2 separate regions of the Sus scrofa genome follow, and region 2 is linked to region 1. A link is a contact called in public HiChIP or PLAC-seq data. All regions are on one chromosome and are shown on one strand. Each heading gives the region's core, a stretch centred on a gene start, on an enhancer-like site or on the middle of the called end of the contact. The rest is flanking DNA. Distances are from core to core; before and after follow the strand shown. Region 1 holds the start of PDGFRB (platelet-derived growth factor receptor beta). Region 2 overlaps CAMK2A (calcium/calmodulin-dependent protein kinase type II subunit alpha).

Region 1 (3,370 bases), core at 710-3,209:
AGATGGGCCAGCCGGACGGCCGGGCTGGCCGGAAACCAGCGGCCGCCAGCTTCCCCGGGGAACCACCAGCAGCCGCCCCCTCCCCTCTGTGCTGCATCTCTGGCCCCCAGCTGTCCCCTTGCCCTGGGGCCCACTGGCCTCCTCCCCCAGCTAGAGTCCAACGCTAAGAAACTTGCGGGTGGAGCGCCCCCACCCCCGCCCCTGCCCGCTGAGACCACCCAGGGGACCTGGGCTCAGGGAAGGCGAGGTGCCCACGCAGAGCCGTGCAGGCTGCAGCCAGGCCTGAGACCCCAATACCCAAGCGCTCTCGGGTGGAAATGCCTCCCATTCTCGCTGGACCCTGTGGCCCTTGGCGTCCTCCACATCCCCCAGGACCACGTTGCCAGCGACCTAGGCCAGGCCCCTTCTCTGGGGAGGCCCTGTGGCCCCCACCCCGCGGCCTGGAGCCAGACTGAGCCCGTCTCCCCAGTGTGGCCCAGCCCAGATGCTTTGCTGGGCGACCCCCACGGGCCACAGCCAGGAATGGCCGCAGGAGAGGTTACGGTGAAACCCTACCTCAGGTACCCCTTCCCCCCAGAACAGGACCCTGGGAGCCCCGGGAGCGGGGGGGAGACAGAGGGCGGCAGGGAAGGAGCCCTGGGCAGAGTCAGGCTCTACCTGGGTGCCCGGACGCCTCTCTTCCCTCCCTGGGGCTCCGTTTCCCCGTGTGCACAGTAGTGGGGTGGGGGGGTGACTTCACTCGACTCTCTAAGCCTATTTATTTATTTATTTACTTTGTCTTAGGGCCCCACCTGCAGCATATGGAGGTTCCCGGGCTAGGGATCGAATCAGAGCTGTAGCTGCGGCCTACACCACAGCCACAGCAACGCGGGATCCGAGCCGTGTCTGCACCTACACCGCCGCTCACGGCAACGGTGGATCCTTAACCCACTGAGCAAGGCCAGGGATCGAACCCACATCCTCATGGGTACTAGTCGGATTCGTTTCCACTGAGGCCGCGACAGGAACTCCTCTCTAAGCTGTTCGCAAATGATGTCCTTAGGCCAGGAGTCTGTGCCTAGAGACGTGTTCTGACCTGAGACGCGAGAGTTCAAGGAGTGAGGGTGAGAGGCCCGGGGTTCCTGGAGGCACCCTGGCGGATCTCGGCGTGGAGGAGCAGAGGGGCCGGGAGCACGGAAAGGGCAGGTAGCCGGACGCGGAAATGCGCGAGAGGGACCCAGGAAGAAGGTGGGTGGGGGCGCCTGGTGACACTGCAGAGGGCCAGCTGTCGGCCTCAGATGGCCTGTTTCTGCTCCATCACGTCGCGCGTGAGACCCGGCTCGGCTCCGCCGTAGCTGTGACTTTGGGACACTCACTTGCGGGCTATAGTTCCTGGTCTAGACCATGAGGGATCAACCCTTTCTGGTACTCCAGGGTTTGGGGATGATGGAGGAAGGTGCCTGGAATCGGAAGCCTGCTGGGTGTCCTTAGGCGGGTCGCTCTCCCTCTCTGCTGTTCACGCCTGGGTCTCGACTTCTTCCTCTGAGGAGGGACCGGTGGCCTCAGAAGGGCTTTCTGCCTCGTCTATGTCCCCCTTTCCTGCGAAGCCCATTCCAATTCCCTCCGGCCTCGGCGAGCGCCCTCTCTCGTGCACTCTCCACTCTCAGCCCCCCGCCCTAACGAGGATGGCCGCCCACCCCTGCGCGGGGCTGAAGCACAGGAAGTGCACCCAGGTGAACCGATGGGGACTGAGTCAACCGGGTAGGTTATCGGGGCTCCCTTTGCAGACGGGAGAGCCCAGCACAGAGCAGGGACCCGCCCCCAGGCGCCACGGCGAAGGGAGGCTGCCACCGAGACAGGCAGCAGGCGAGTGGGGCCAGCCACTCTTTAATAAAAGTGACTCAGCCGCTGGCTGGCGTGGGCTGCGGAATTTCTAAACATCCCCTCACATCCTGAGCGAGCAGGCTACGGGAGGGAGCAGCAGAGGGAAAGAGGAAGAAAAACAAGAAACTTGGGGGAGAAGAGAGGGGGCTGAAAATTGAAAACAGACGCACGCGTCCACCCTCCCCGCTCCGGCCCCCTTCTCCCAGCTGAGCCAATCAGAGGCCGCCCTGCAGCCTTTCCCCCAAGGTGGGGGGGCAGCCAAGCCCACAGTGGTGTGAGCTCCCGGGGCAGCCAGCAGCCCGCAGTCCCTGCCCACCCCGTCTGGGACCCAGGACCGTTTTGTGAGCCACTTGGAGCCCGAGAGGAGGAGGGACTAGGAGGAGGGAGCCGGGCCCCCCTGACCAGCGCCACCAGGCAGCAGCCAGACCAGGGCGGCCCTTCCTGGCAGCCCGGCTGCTCCAGAAGGATGCTTTCGGAGTGAGGCCACTCCTCACCCCTGCAGCCCCCGACTCCCTCGGTTCTCCCGGGGCTCCGGGAGCCTGCAGCCGTCCTCACGGCCTCCCTGCCCGCTGCTGCCCCATTTCGGGTCCAGCAACGTCTTTCTGGTAACAGCAGAGAGTAGGCGGTGTGGAGGTCTTCCTGGAGGGGGCGGCAGCCAGAGCCCAGGACCCTGCCCACACCACAGGAGGCATCAGCAGCAAGGTAAGTGCCGGAAAGAGGAGAGAAGCCCAGCCCCTGGTCCTGTCCCCTTGTCCCAGACTGCGCCTTGTTGGGTAGGTCAAAAAATGGAAAATATTTTTAACAAAACCAGATGGGAGGTGGCCAGGAGGCTGTGAACGACCTCAGGGCCGGAGGAGCGAGCTCCCTCCTGCTCCGGCTGCTTCTGGGGTGGACGCCTCCTGCCCCAAGCAAACCCCAGAGGTTGCTGGGTGCTAAGTGGGGCAGGGGCGCCTCCAAAGCATAGAACCGCCTGCGGGAGGGGCAGGGAGAGCGGGAAGGACGTGAGAGAGGAATTGGGAGATGGCTGGCAGGGTGCGTGGACCAGGGACCTCAGACTCGCAGCCTCTGTCCCCAGGCCCAAGCCTTGTCCCTGAGAGTCTGTCTGGCTTTAGGCCAGTCAGCCGCCAGGCAACGTCTCAGGATTTAAATGGATTTGCAAATTTTCCAGATTCCTAAAGTGTCCTTCCAAACCCCCAGCGGCTGGGAAAGTGCGAAGGCGATGGGGCCACGGCAGGCCCGTCCTGGCGGTCACGTCCCGCAGCCCAGACTGGGCGTCTGGAATCCGACCGTCGGATCTGGGGGTTCCTCTCTGGAAAAGGGGGATCGGCTGTGGGGCGCTTTCCTCCAGTCCCAGGCAGCTGCTCAGGCCTCCTGGTGGTCTCCCTCCTTCTCCGCTCCCCCCAAGCCCGAATCTGATCTCTGGTTCCTTTTCTGTGCCTGTAGAAAGCCCCGGCTCCTGACAGCGGCTGCCACCACGGCCACTTGCTGTTCGCGTGGTGTGTACACG
Region 2 (3,640 bases), core at 145-2,644, 55 kb before region 1:
CAAAGCGGCCCAGCGCTCACTCTACCAGGCAGGCAAACATCCCGTCGATGCAAAAACTCCAGACTTAAGATGAGTCCGTGACTTAAAAGCACTCACCTGGAGGTGCGCCCAGCGAGGGCTGGTCCTAACCCACTGCCTCCCGTCTCCCTTCAAAGGGGGACCCTCTGGGGGATGTGTTTGCCAGATTCCCCGTGCTGGTTTCTTTGTTACTATTTGTTTGGGGGTTTGTTTCCGTTCTTTTTTTATAACATGTGGCTGTGAACTTGAATGACCACTGCTCAAACTTTCTGCTATTGTGGGGCTGGGGGGAAGAAGGGGTGTCTGTTTTATTATTGGTGTTTTCAGTGCAATAAAAAGCTACAAACTTCCGTGCACTCGCTGTCTCCTGGGCTCGGTCAAGCAGGTGGCGGGAGGTTTGCCGGGCCTTCCCCGTTGCGAGAGTGAAGTCCAGGGCTTCATTCTGATTGGACCGGCGCAGTCACGTGCTCAAGGCTGAGCCAATCGCTGTGAGATTACGCCCGGCCCAGGTGCCTCCACTTTGGAGGCAGGGGCGCGGCTGGTTTCTTCTCCGCTCATCGCTCATCGGGGGCCCTTAACCGGACGGAGCAAGGGGTGGACGTGCCTTGTCACCCACGGCCAATAGCAGAGCCTCCCCGGGGGCCTGGGACAAGGCTCTCGTCCCGGCCTCGGCTTCCTTGTGTGACACGGGCTTTTCCAGAAAGCCCCTCCTCCCCCACCCTCTTTCCTCCGCTCTACCTCGGAGACCAGCCCCCCGGGCCCGGGAGGGGTTTGGAGACGGGGTAGGGGAGGGGGGCTTTGGGCTGGAGAGGGGGAGGGCGGCGGGGCCCCAGCAGGGGAGGGGGGCGTTGCCGCCTTGGAGACTAGTTTGGTCCTCCGGCCCCAGGCCGCCGCGGGGCCGAGCCGGGGTGCTGGTGCGGAGGCTTTGGCCCCTCCTCAGGCTATGACAGGGCCGCCAGCTGTCCTGTGTGTTGACGGGAATGATCAGTGTGGAACCCAGAGTCCTGGGCGAACCAGAGGGGACGGTCTCAGTAAGCCAGGCCCCAGCTACGAGGCCTGGGCCCGCAGCTTTGGGGGATGTGCCTTTTGGAGCCCAAGGTCCTCTCCAGACCCTGCTCCAAGGTCTGGCTCCAGAATCCTCCCACCAGCCACTTGCTGGGTCCCTGGGGGCCAGCCTCTGAGGCCACCAGGGCGCGTGTCATGGGCCCCTTGCACATGAGAGGACCTTGGCAGCGAGGCGAAAAGGGCAAGGGGTGGAGTCGCAGAGGGACCCCGGAACCTGGCACGGCGCCCCGGGACTGCTTGGACCTGAGCCTTTAAGGGCCCTGGGCTCTCCGACTGCAGAGGAAGGGCTGGAGGACTCGGGCTGCCATTGCAGACACTTGCCAGAAGGTGGCAGCCCAGGAGCACGTTGCGGGAGGTGGGGTCCCTGAGCCTGCGAAGTCAGGGAGCTGGGCCTCCAGAGACAGCCTCTCCTTGGCCACCTCACGGGCGCCATCCTTTACAGCTCGCATAGGGCTTCCACGCCTCTTGTCCAAGTTACACGAGCCCCGATGTGAAGATGAAGAAAGTGAGGCTCAGGGGCCAAGAGGCTTCTCGCAGGACAGAGACTTGCACAGCAGAGCTCTGCTCCCTCCAGGGCCCCCCCAGCGGTGTGTGCCCCCATCTCTGGACGCCATGGCAGTGGCTGGGATTCTCAGGAGCCCCCTCTCTTGACCCCTGACCCTCCTGGCCACTGCCTCACGTCTTCGCTGTCCACACCCCTTGTCCCACCTCCTCACCGCCCTTTTCTCCAAAACCCTGCGCCGGGCTGGCTGGCCTCCAGTTCCTTGCTCGGGCACAGCAAGGCCTCCGCACCCTTTGGGATGCAGTTCCTTCAGGACCGGCTCCGGGAAGGGCCCCCCCCCCCATAAGGTCCCTCCATGGGTCGCTTGACCCCCTCCCCACCTCCCCGGGTTCACTGGTTTGAACCTGAGCAAACGTCTGCAAAACCGTGGGCTCCTTGAAGGCGGTGGGCTCGGGGTGCAGCAGGAGGTATTGGTATGCTTCCAGGAGCACACCCCTGACGCGTGCGTGCTGCCAGAGCACGTGGAGCAGCACGGATAACCCACCCGCCAAGGCAATGCCAACGGCAGACCCTGACACCAAGCGCCAGGCCCGCCAACCTCCTTACACCTGCCCTCACCACCGAGTTCACGTCACCCTTTGCTGGGCACCATGACCCTCGGGGACCCTCACTTCACCCTTTGCTGGGCACTACCCTTCTCTTCATTCTACCACCAAGGAGACAGTGGTGCCCAAAGTGAAAGCACCTGCCGAACACGGCCCAGGGAGGGAGGTGAGATTCAGAGTTGGGAGCACCTGTTAGGGCACGCTGCAGTCGCGTTGGGCTCTGAGGGCACGTGGAGGTGAGCCAGCCTGTCTCCTGTCCCCAGGAGTCCCTGAAGCCACCGACAGAGTGAGAACCAGCGCTCGGGGGAGGGAGAGAGAAGGAGCACAAGGGCCATGGCAGCGGCCGGGGCTCTGGGGTTTTGTGTGGAGGCTCAGTAGTGGGAGGGGTGCGGGACGGGTGCGGGAGGGTGCAGGTGAGAGCTGCGCTGAGAGCTAGAGCCGTGGGCCCGGTGGGGGCTGGGGGAGAAGGAGCCGGAACGCCCCAGGGGCGTGCCTGCCAAGGGCGTGAGCATAGCCTTCCCCAGTCCGGGCTGGAAGTGTTTGCACAGGGCAGAGTGGGGCAGGTCCCATCCTGTGGGAACGGTCCCTCCTCCTTGCCCTTCCTCCTGGGACCAGCCCCACCCTCCCCTCTCCACCTGGGCCGCTGGGGTCTCCCTGGCCCCCCTCCAGGCCCGTCCCTGCCAGGGCCCTGGGCGGGTGTGGGGGGAGTCACCCGGAAGTGGACTACCCCCCCCTCAAGGAAAAGGGATTGTCATCCTTGTCCCAGCGTGATCTTGGCTGAGGCCCCTTCCTCGCTGGGCCTCAGTTTCCTCCTTATCGCAACAGCGGGGGTGGACCTGTGCTCTCCGGTATGGGAACTGGGCTGGCTGCTCAGAGTCGCCCAGGGAATTTGCTGCAAATACAGATCCTTCAGGCCCCACCCTCAGGGCCTAGGAAACGGGGCTGGCCAGGCTCCAGGCGGCCGGACTCGGTTTGGGAATCCTGCGTCACGCGCCCCCACCCCGCCAGGTTCCCACGGTCCCACTTGGAGCTGGAAGGTCCAGTTATCGGCAGGCCCCACCCCGGCCTTCCCGCTTCCCCCTCCCGCTCCCCTGACTCAGCCAGGTCAATATTGACCAGCGGCCCCTCCCGGCCTGACTCCCATCCCCCCAGGCCCCGAAGCTCCCTGAGACCCTGCCCTTGGATCCGCAGAGTCAAGGTCAAAGCCAGGCTCGGGGGCCTAGAGGATTTTATTCCTGTTCCACTCCCCCCCAACCCCATCCCCCTCCCTGCTCACTGGGGAACCGTCAGGGTCCCTCCTTGTGAACCCCATCCCCCACGAGGGCGCAGGCCCTGAGTCTGCCCTGGAGCAGCCGTGCCCCCTGTAGCCTCCATGGCAGGGTCCCTGGCCAAAGGCTGAACGGGGCGGGCGGGGGCAGAGAGCTCCCCCCTGCTGCCCCCAGGACACCAG

What was found. HiChIP or PLAC-seq counts read pairs in DNA pulled down with a chosen protein or histone mark.
Region 2: a contact with region 1 is called in an H3K27ac HiChIP or PLAC-seq map of skeletal muscle. The contact joins the enhancer-like site here to the promoter of PDGFRB in region 1. A contact is called at or near these places in 2 of 5 promoter capture datasets (fetal skeletal muscle and liver), 23 of 47 Hi-C or Micro-C datasets (adipose tissue, alveolar macrophages, brain and 13 more) and 1 of 2 datasets of contacts at active chromatin or transcription factors (skeletal muscle).

Annotation. Positions count from the first base shown.
Region 1 is chr2:151,191,407-151,194,776 of Sscrofa11.1, reverse strand. It overlaps PDGFRB (platelet-derived growth factor receptor beta), which reads left to right and starts at 1,959. Exons shown (of 23, transcript XM_021085013.1): 1 at 1,959-2,565.
Region 2 is chr2:151,245,090-151,248,729 of Sscrofa11.1, reverse strand. CAMK2A (calcium/calmodulin-dependent protein kinase type II subunit alpha) reads left to right here. Exons shown (of 20, transcript XM_021085017.1): 20 at 1-374. Among named protein-coding and RNA genes, the nearest start is that of SLC6A7, 25 kb to the right of the region's middle. Within about 2 kb of position 1,394, at least 60 of the 83 cell types and tissues checked have an H3K27ac peak or open chromatin away from gene starts, as enhancers often do. A contact at or near this core is called in adipose tissue, brain, fetal skeletal muscle and 5 more, where this site is marked.